Regions from separate parts of the Mus musculus genome. Here region 2 is linked to region 1. The links are chromatin contacts, called in public HiChIP or PLAC-seq maps. All regions are on one chromosome and are shown on one strand. The core of a region is the stretch at or near the end of the contact, and the rest is flanking DNA. Distances in the headings are between cores, read along the strand shown. Region 1 overlaps Ncor1 (nuclear receptor co-repressor 1). Region 2 holds the start of Trpv2 (transient receptor potential cation channel, subfamily V, member 2).

What was found. HiChIP or PLAC-seq counts read pairs in DNA pulled down with a chosen protein or histone mark.
Region 2: an H3K4me3 HiChIP or PLAC-seq map of bone marrow-derived macrophages shows a contact between it and region 1, with 3 times the contacts expected there. The contact joins the promoter of Trpv2 here to the enhancer-like site in region 1. A contact is called at or near these places in 5 of 39 promoter capture datasets (the C10 cell line, cranial neural crest, embryonic stem cells and 2 more), 3 of 484 Hi-C or Micro-C datasets (MC3T3-E1-derived osteoblasts, brown adipocytes and nephron progenitors), 5 of 115 datasets of contacts at active chromatin or transcription factors (bone marrow-derived macrophages, craniofacial prominence, embryonic hindbrain and 2 more) and 4 of 9 other capture datasets (adipose tissue, embryonic stem cells, liver and 1 more).

The regions. Positions count from the first base shown.
Region 1 is chr11:62,369,137-62,373,129 of GRCm38.p6, reverse strand. Ncor1 (nuclear receptor co-repressor 1) reads left to right here. Exons shown (of 45, transcript NM_001252313.1): 19 at 1-54; 20 at 3,707-3,836. Among named protein-coding and RNA genes, the nearest start is that of Ncor1, 67 kb to the left of the region's middle. Within about 2 kb of position 1,834, at least 1 of the 459 cell types and tissues checked has an H3K27ac peak or open chromatin away from gene starts, as enhancers often do. A contact at or near this core is called in bone marrow-derived macrophages, where this site is marked.
Region 2 is chr11:62,573,353-62,577,345 of GRCm38.p6, reverse strand. It overlaps Trpv2 (transient receptor potential cation channel, subfamily V, member 2), which reads right to left and starts at 1,719. Exons shown (of 15, transcript NM_001382489.1): 1 at 1,221-1,719.

The DNA of each region.
Region 1 (3,993 bases), core at 585-3,084:
CAGTGCCACTTGCAGTGCGGATGAGGGTGTGGATGGAGAGCCAGAGAGGCAGAGGTGAGACTGACCTTGTTTCTTCTCTACTGTTCTCTGGCTCTGTCAGAACAGTTCTGTCCACAGAGGTGCCTGTAAGAGACTGGCAAGCTCCTAGCAGTCCATGGTTTTAATATTGAGCAATTGTGTGGCTTTGGTGTTTGTTGTTTTTAAATGACACAAATGATAAATATCTTCTATATCTGTATTGTTACATATAGTCTGTGATAGGGAGGGGGCAGGCTGATATTCAGCCAACAGAGTTAGGAATAACACCACAAACAAATTGTGGATCCTAACATTTGGCAGCAGTGGTGGATGGTGAAGAGGTAGAAATGAAGAGCCTTGGCTTTAACTCTGGGTTTGTCTAAGTTGGTTGGACTTCCAAAGATAGTTTGTCTAGCCCACTGTTATATATTAAAGAGAATGCTCCAAGGATAAATGTTGGTGTTAAAATGTTTTGAAAATGTTATTATTTGGGGAGTTTGGGGGACAGGCATTTGTTATGAGATCAGATTGGGCTTGAACTTGATAATTAGCCCAGGCTGGGCTTATATTTCTGTTACTCCTTCGGTCTCCTAGTACTAGGATTACAGACATGTCTGTGATGAGGGCTCGCTCCTTCCTTCCTTCCTTCCTTCCTTCCTTCCTTCCTTCCTTCCTTCCTTCCTTCCTTCCTTCCGTTCTTTTTTCCTTTCCTTTCCTTTCCTTTCCTCTCCCTCTCCCTCTCCCTCTCCCTCTCCCTCTCCCTCCCCTCCCCTCCCCTCCCCCTTCCCCTCCCCCTCCCCCTCCCCCTTCCCCTCCCCTTTCCTTTCCTTTCCTTTTTGCGTTGCTGAGGACCAGAGCTCGAGCATTACGCATGCAGTGTGAGTGTCCTCACTAAGCTGTGCCCATCCCCTGAGGATTCGGGAGCTCATAACTAAATGCACACCAGCAGACATTATATTATTATATTGACTTTTTATATTGGTTATAATTTTAAATTAGTCATGTTTATGATATAAAATATCAGATAAGTTAATTATTTAGGTTTTATCTGTGAAGAAGAGAGCATGTGTACCGTGGTCAGAAAGCACTTAGGGGAGTTGGCTTTGTCTCCTCACCCTATGGGTTCCAAGGCTTGGACTGTATTCACTGAGCTCAGTGACAGGTGCTTTTACCTGCTGAGTCATCTCACCAGCTTGCAGATGAATTTAGTCATTAAAGGCAAATTTATAATAAAAATGCATAATAGCTGCAGGGCTTTTATAATGACATTTTACAGAAATAGATAGTAATTTGATAATTTTTGATAATATCAGGGCGTTCCATTTTCTTTGAAAGAAATGTAATCACTTATAATCAGAGATATTGGATTGTTACAGATTCCAAAAATGAAGCAAGACTAAAATTGTTATAAAATTACACATTCTCCCCCTCAAAACCTGTTTACTTTTAATAATATTAAGATGAATGAGCTTCTCATTAGAAGTCATATTCTACTCAGAGCTTAGGTTTGTGCAATGTGCTCTGACATATCACTATACATGTTTATACTTATTGCTCTAATTTGTATTGATATAGGTACTATAGTGACTCCTGAAGAGAGTCAGCTGCTAGATGGGGATGTTGTCTAATATCCATTTGTTGGAAAATGCAGTCATCTAGTTCACTCTTTGTCCAATTAAAAACATTTAATTGATGGCTTATGTACAGTTTCAGGGGTTTAATCCAAATTATCAGCATGGCAGGGAGTGTGACTGCACACAGGCAGGCATGGCACTAGGGTAGTAGCTGACAGTTCTACATCTGGATCTGCAGCCAGCAGGAAGAGGGCTGGGAAGGGGGCTTTTGAAACCTCAAGGCTGGGGTGCTTTGGAAAAGGAAGAACCAGAATAGAGAAAGAGGAAGAAGGAAAATTAATTTAAAAGGCAAACCAAAAGAAAGAAGCATAGTAAGCATTTCATTTTGATATTAAAGGGCATTTGTGGTAATGCAGATCTTTTTGACAAATCCCAAAAAAAGAAAAGTCTCCATCAAACATTTTCTGCCTTTGAGAGAACTTGGATTTTAAAAATAAGAAACATTTTTATATTGTTTCATCTTTGTCTTTCATCTCATAATACTCTAGAATTCATTTAAATTGTCCAGGTTTTTTTTTTTTTTATATATACATGCGTGCATATGTGTGTGTGTGTCCATCCATTTCCTAGGTGGAGATGAGAACAACTTGCACGAATTGGTTCTCCCCTTCTACTCTGTGATTTGCAAGGACTGACGTCAGTTGTTTATTTGGCAACAAACATCTTTATCCTCCGAGTTATCTTGAGGTCTAGCTCCAGTCTTTATCTAGAGTAATATACATGGATTAAAGCACTGTTGCCTTTTTCATCTTTAATAAGAATTACTTATGTTTTGTGCTGTTAGGTTTGTTAACTTTATTATATAAGAAGGAAACTTAGGACACCCTTGGCGTAAGACAGGGCGCACCGTGAGACGCTTGTTACGGTCAGCAGCTGCTCGATGGCAGAGCAGACATCCTCGGTTTGATCCCCACCACGACCACCACCAAAAATGAGAAGCTCCTCACTCAGAAAAAACAAATTATTGTAGAATTATGGTGAACACTGAATAAAATTCTAAACCTATAAAACTTTTAAGATGTTAAAATGGTATTTTCAGTTTTCTACATCTTTAATATCAGCTTTCAAGAATGCAGTTTGTATGTCAAGTTTCTTTATAAATTCTTATTTTTCCTACCAGTCCACAGATTTAAAATCATTTCTCTTTAGCCAGTGTCCATTAAGGCTATACAATACATCATTTTATTGTGTGTATGTGTATAAAATATACCAAGTTCACATATATTGGACATCCTAACTCCTGTGTAGCTATTGGAGACAAGTGAAAGAGGTGCTGTGAGAAATGTCTGGGTGGGGCTGTAAGAACAGAGGGAGACATGTCTGTGGATCTGCTATGTGGAAATGCTGACTCAACATTTTACATTAGTAAGAAGCCTGATGCTTGGAATTTAGGGTTAAATTCTCAAATTTTAAATGGCCAGTTGCTTCTAGTCTGTGATCCCAGGAAAACACTCTATAATAGGGAACTAGTTTTTTTGTTGTCATTTTTGTTTTTAATGATCACATTACACTGTGTGTGTGAACAGCAGTCATACATAACCCAGTGCACATGTGTAACCCAGAGGACAAATTTGTGAGAATTGGTTCTCTCCTTTTACCATGTTTGTCCTGTGAATTGCTTGTTTTGGTAACAAGTGGTTTTAAGCTCTGAGCCACCTCATTATTCTAAGGAACTAGTTTTTGACATATGCTTGTATGTTAGTAAATTGATACTAGTTTTCATCAGTTTTGTTGATACTGTGTTTGTCGATTAAATGTAGATAAAGTCAGATAAGTATCAACTTGAAAATCAATATTAAATTTCTTTAATCTGGAAAATTAGTGTTATAGACACTTTGTTTTCTTTCCTACTTTCAAATATTTATTAATTTGAATGTAAGGTCATGCTCATACTAGGCACGTATTCTACTACTGAGCTATACCTCAGCCTTCCTCACATCTTACTAAAGATAACGTAACACATAACACTCTTAAAATGAATTGTGGTGACTTTACATTTGAAAACACAAATAAAAATAACTTATTTTATCTTTATTCCAAACCACCAATTATAGAGTGTTTCCCATGGATGCAAAGCCTTCATTGTTAACTCCTCCTGGATCTATCCTAATCTCATCCCCTATTAAACCAAACCCATTGGATCTGCCACAGCTTCAGCATCGAGCTGCTGTTATTCCACCAATGGTAAGTGCCATTGTTAGACAAGTAAAACTGAAACATAGAGACCTTCATAGACATATTTATTCTCTCTTTTACTTGGCTCTTGGACTTTTTAAAATACTGTGGTGAAAAGCAGGCAATGTTAAATTAACGATTTTAGTCAAATTTTTTTTTTGTTTAT
Region 2 (3,993 bases), core at 470-2,969, 200 kb before region 1:
AGAGTGGGAAACTGTTAGCTTTCCAAGAGGGAAAATCAGCGGTGAAGGAGAGAGGCAGTGTCAGGAAGATGTGCTGGGAGCAGGGACCTGACAGAGTTGTCACTTTGATATTATCTCACAGGAAGTCAGGACTGTCTTTATCCCCCTTGGGAATTTCTGATGTTCAAGAAGACTCAAATCCTATTTAGGGGTGAGAATGCTTGTGTTCACAACCCCACCCATTCTCTACCTGATATCAAGCCCAGTGCCCAATGGTACAGACAGATAAAACTTCAGTTGTTTGGCCAGCACAGGCCACGAAACCCTTAATGTAGAGAGGGAGCGATCCAGGGAACTACTGGTCTATCAGACCCTTCCTTTTGCTGCCAGAACAACCGCGACTCAGAAAAGAGAAGTGAGTTGCCACCTCGCTTCGTGTCCTGATGGTCCTCTTCAGTTCTCAGAACCCAATTACGTTCGTTTCCAGTCTGACTCATATCTGAGGGTATAAGACACCACCTCCGAAGGGGCTTTAGAGCTGGCAAGCGCTATCTGCCTTCCCACCTCAAACTGCACACTGGGTCTGGGGTTAGCTGACAGCTAACCTCACCCTCAACAGAAACAGCAACCACAGCCTCCATCACGTGGCCGGGGCTGGGACCTAGTTAGAGCTGGGGAGCCTCTGTCTTCCTCAGAGTTCAGAAACCGGAAGGAAAGAATCAGAGCCGGTCAGAAGACAGTGGGGGTAGGAAAAAGGGGCAGGGAACAGGTTGGTAGAAATAAGGGACAGAAAAAAACAGGGCCAAGAGAGGAAGCGGTAGTGTGGCCCCGGCCCACTCTCAATTTGTTACAGGATCCCAGTACACTCAGAGAACTGGGTGGGGCATTTTCCACAATAGCCAGGGGGCCTGACTGAGGTTTCACTTCTCTGCCCACCTTAGTAGGACATGGGCATCCTCCTTTTGCGCAGTCTAGCTTCCACCCTCAAGCAAATCCTGGCAGACGCTGCGTCTGACATCATTCCCAACCCCCAGCAGCAACAACTGTCTTCCAGAGGCTGTCTACCTTACCTCCTGGGATCCCCATTCTGGCAGCAGAGAAAGAGGCCTGGAGGTTCAGGGAGCCAGATCCCACGCAGACCCTTATTCCAAGATGGAGATGCCGGGAGACCAATCCAATCATTCACTGTCATACTTCCAGACGCAACCCCTAGGACATCCTGAAATAGCCCATCGACTTACCCCTCAGGCTGAAGTCAAGGCGTAGCGGCAGCAGACTACAAGCCAGGATCACCAAGCCTAGCGGGACTCTCCAGCAGCGGGGATTGAGAGAGGAAGTGCCGCGGAAGCCTCCGTAGCTGGCCGTAGCTTTCTCTGTATCGTCCACCCTCCACCTGTTCGTCGCACACAGTGGATAGTGCGGGCTTAACGCCAACCTGTCAAGGACCAGTGACTGGCCACTGGGCTGATCATCAGGACCACTGGCCACACCCTGCTTTCGCGAGACACGCCCTGCTCCTCCATCGGTGCACTTCCACCCACAACTGTAGCCAGAGAAGCCCCTGGGGCAGTCAGAGGAAGTTCTGGGGTGGTGGGACCTAGGCTTGGGTGGAAGCTGGCACAGGTGTGGGATTCATGCCCTAAAACACTGACGCCCACCCCTCCTGATTCTTAACACCGTGTGCCCTCCCCCGGCCATTTGGTTCATCACTGTCCGACCCAAGGGAGAGAAGAATGGGATAGCCCCAGAGAGAGAAGAGGTTCAGTCTAGCATTTGCCCCAGAGAATGCAGCCCAACCCATCCAGCCATTATTTCCATCTAAGGAAGATTCGCTCAGCGTCCTGACCCCAGGGATCCCCCGAGTATCCATTTACAAGGGCACTTCCAGAAACAGCCAGCAGGTGGCAACCGTGTGGCCAACAGGAATGGCTGAAATTGTACAGCCCCGGCACTGCCAGGGAGAACAAGGACCAGCTCTCCCTCTCTTTTTCGCCGGAAGACCTCTGTCCTTGCTCCACATCCCAAATTTTGTTTGATTGGTCCAAAGCACTAATTTCTCTCCCGTGAGAATGTTCTACCAAACCGGTCCCCCTGCTTCTCCGCTGCTACACTCATACGTCACACCCCATTCTTATACCAACTAAGGTGGTCTGCTAAAAATATAAACCAGGGGCCAGCGTTTAGCTTTAATGGTAGACTTAGTGGCATATGTAAGGCCCTGTGTTTGACCCCCAGTATCAGTAATCAAAGAAAAACTAAATAACAAAAATTAATTAATTAATGTCACCCCCACCTCCAAGCCACTTTTTCATAGCACTAAAAATAAAACCCAAACTTCATACAACAACCTCATGCAGCCCAGAGGCCCGCCCCAGTCATGTCACCTTCACCATGCTACACTCCAGACCTGTACCGTCCAGTATGGCAGTCATTAGCCACGGCAGCTATTTAGATTTTAGTTTGGTTTACACTTTTACCTGCGGCAAGGACTTGATATGAAACCAACTGTGGCAATCCTCCTGCCTCTCTCTCTACAGTGCTGGTGTTATAACTGTGCCTCCATGGTTGGTCATCTTTCAGATGAGTCCACTGTAAGGCAAAACTCAGCAAATACTAGCTGGCATGGCCCTCCACTCTTCCCAAATATGTCCTGTTTTCTCTGTAGTACAAGCTGTCTCACCTGCTAGGAGCAACAAGCAACACACACACACACACACACACACATATACGCACACACACAGTAGCATCGCCATCATGGCCACATACCTTAGTTCTAAGCATCTTCTGCTTGTGTTTGTGTTTCTTTGTTGGTTTTATAGTGCTTGAACATGGGCATGCCAGGCCAGCCTCTACCACAGCTTCCTGCTCTATTTTCTGTTTAAACATCACTTCCTCTCAGTAGAGCTAGACCAGCTAGACCCTAAACTGGGGGGAGGGGCCCTAGAAACGTACTCCTAAGACACCTGCCTTGCCCCTGGCAGAGGCTGATTTGTACTGTGCTGCCTGCCCCCTATAATAACATACTTAGCCATCCACTGTTGCTCAAATGTGCTTAGGACTGCAAGTGCAGAGTAATGCCAGCACTTCTGTTTAGCTGGGCGAGGCCCCAAGAGGTGACTCCTTGCAGCAGGAACCAAGCCACGTATATGCATTTAAGCAATCAACTTCATAAATGTTTAAATCTATGCTTAAAATTTCCTTTAACAAACTCTGTTTTTTTTAAGCAGTTACTTCATATTAGCTTTTTTTTTTTTTTTTTTTTTTTTTTTTTTTTTTTTTTTCTATGAAGACAAGGCTCCAACTTCTCCTGAGTGAGGTGAAGCCTCTGAAAGAGAATTCTTGAAGCAACTGAGGGCAGCAGAATGGGAAATAGAATTTTTTTTATTAGGTATTTTCCTCGTTTACATTTTCAATGCTATCCCAAAGGTCCCCCATACCCACCCACCCCCAATCCCCTACCCACCCACTCCCCCTTTTTGGCCCTGGCGTTCCCCTGTACTGGGGCATATAAAGTTTGCAAGTCCAATGGGCCTCTCTTTGCAGTGATGGCTTACTAGGCCATCTTTTGATACATATACAGCTAGAGTCAAGAGCTCCGGGGTACTGGTTAGTTCATATTGTTGTTCCACCTATAGGGTTGCAGTTCCCTTGGAAATAGAATTTTTTAAATCTTTTTTTTTTTCAAGGCAGGGTTTCTCTGTGTAGCCCTGGATGTCCTGGAACTCACTCTGTAGACCAGGCTGGACTCGAACTCAGAAATCCGCCTGCCTCTGCCTCTCAAGTGCTGGGATTAAAGGAGTGTGCCACCACTGCCTGGTGAATTTTTTAAATCTTAATGCTGTGGCTTTATGTTTAAAATAAAGCCAGTAAGATGACTCATCAGGAAAGGGCATTGGTCATGCAAGCTTGGTGACCTGAATTTGGTCCCTAGAACCTATGTAAAGTTGGAAGGACAGACTTGACTCCACAAAGTTGTCCTGTAACACAACCACACATGCATCATGTAAATATAAA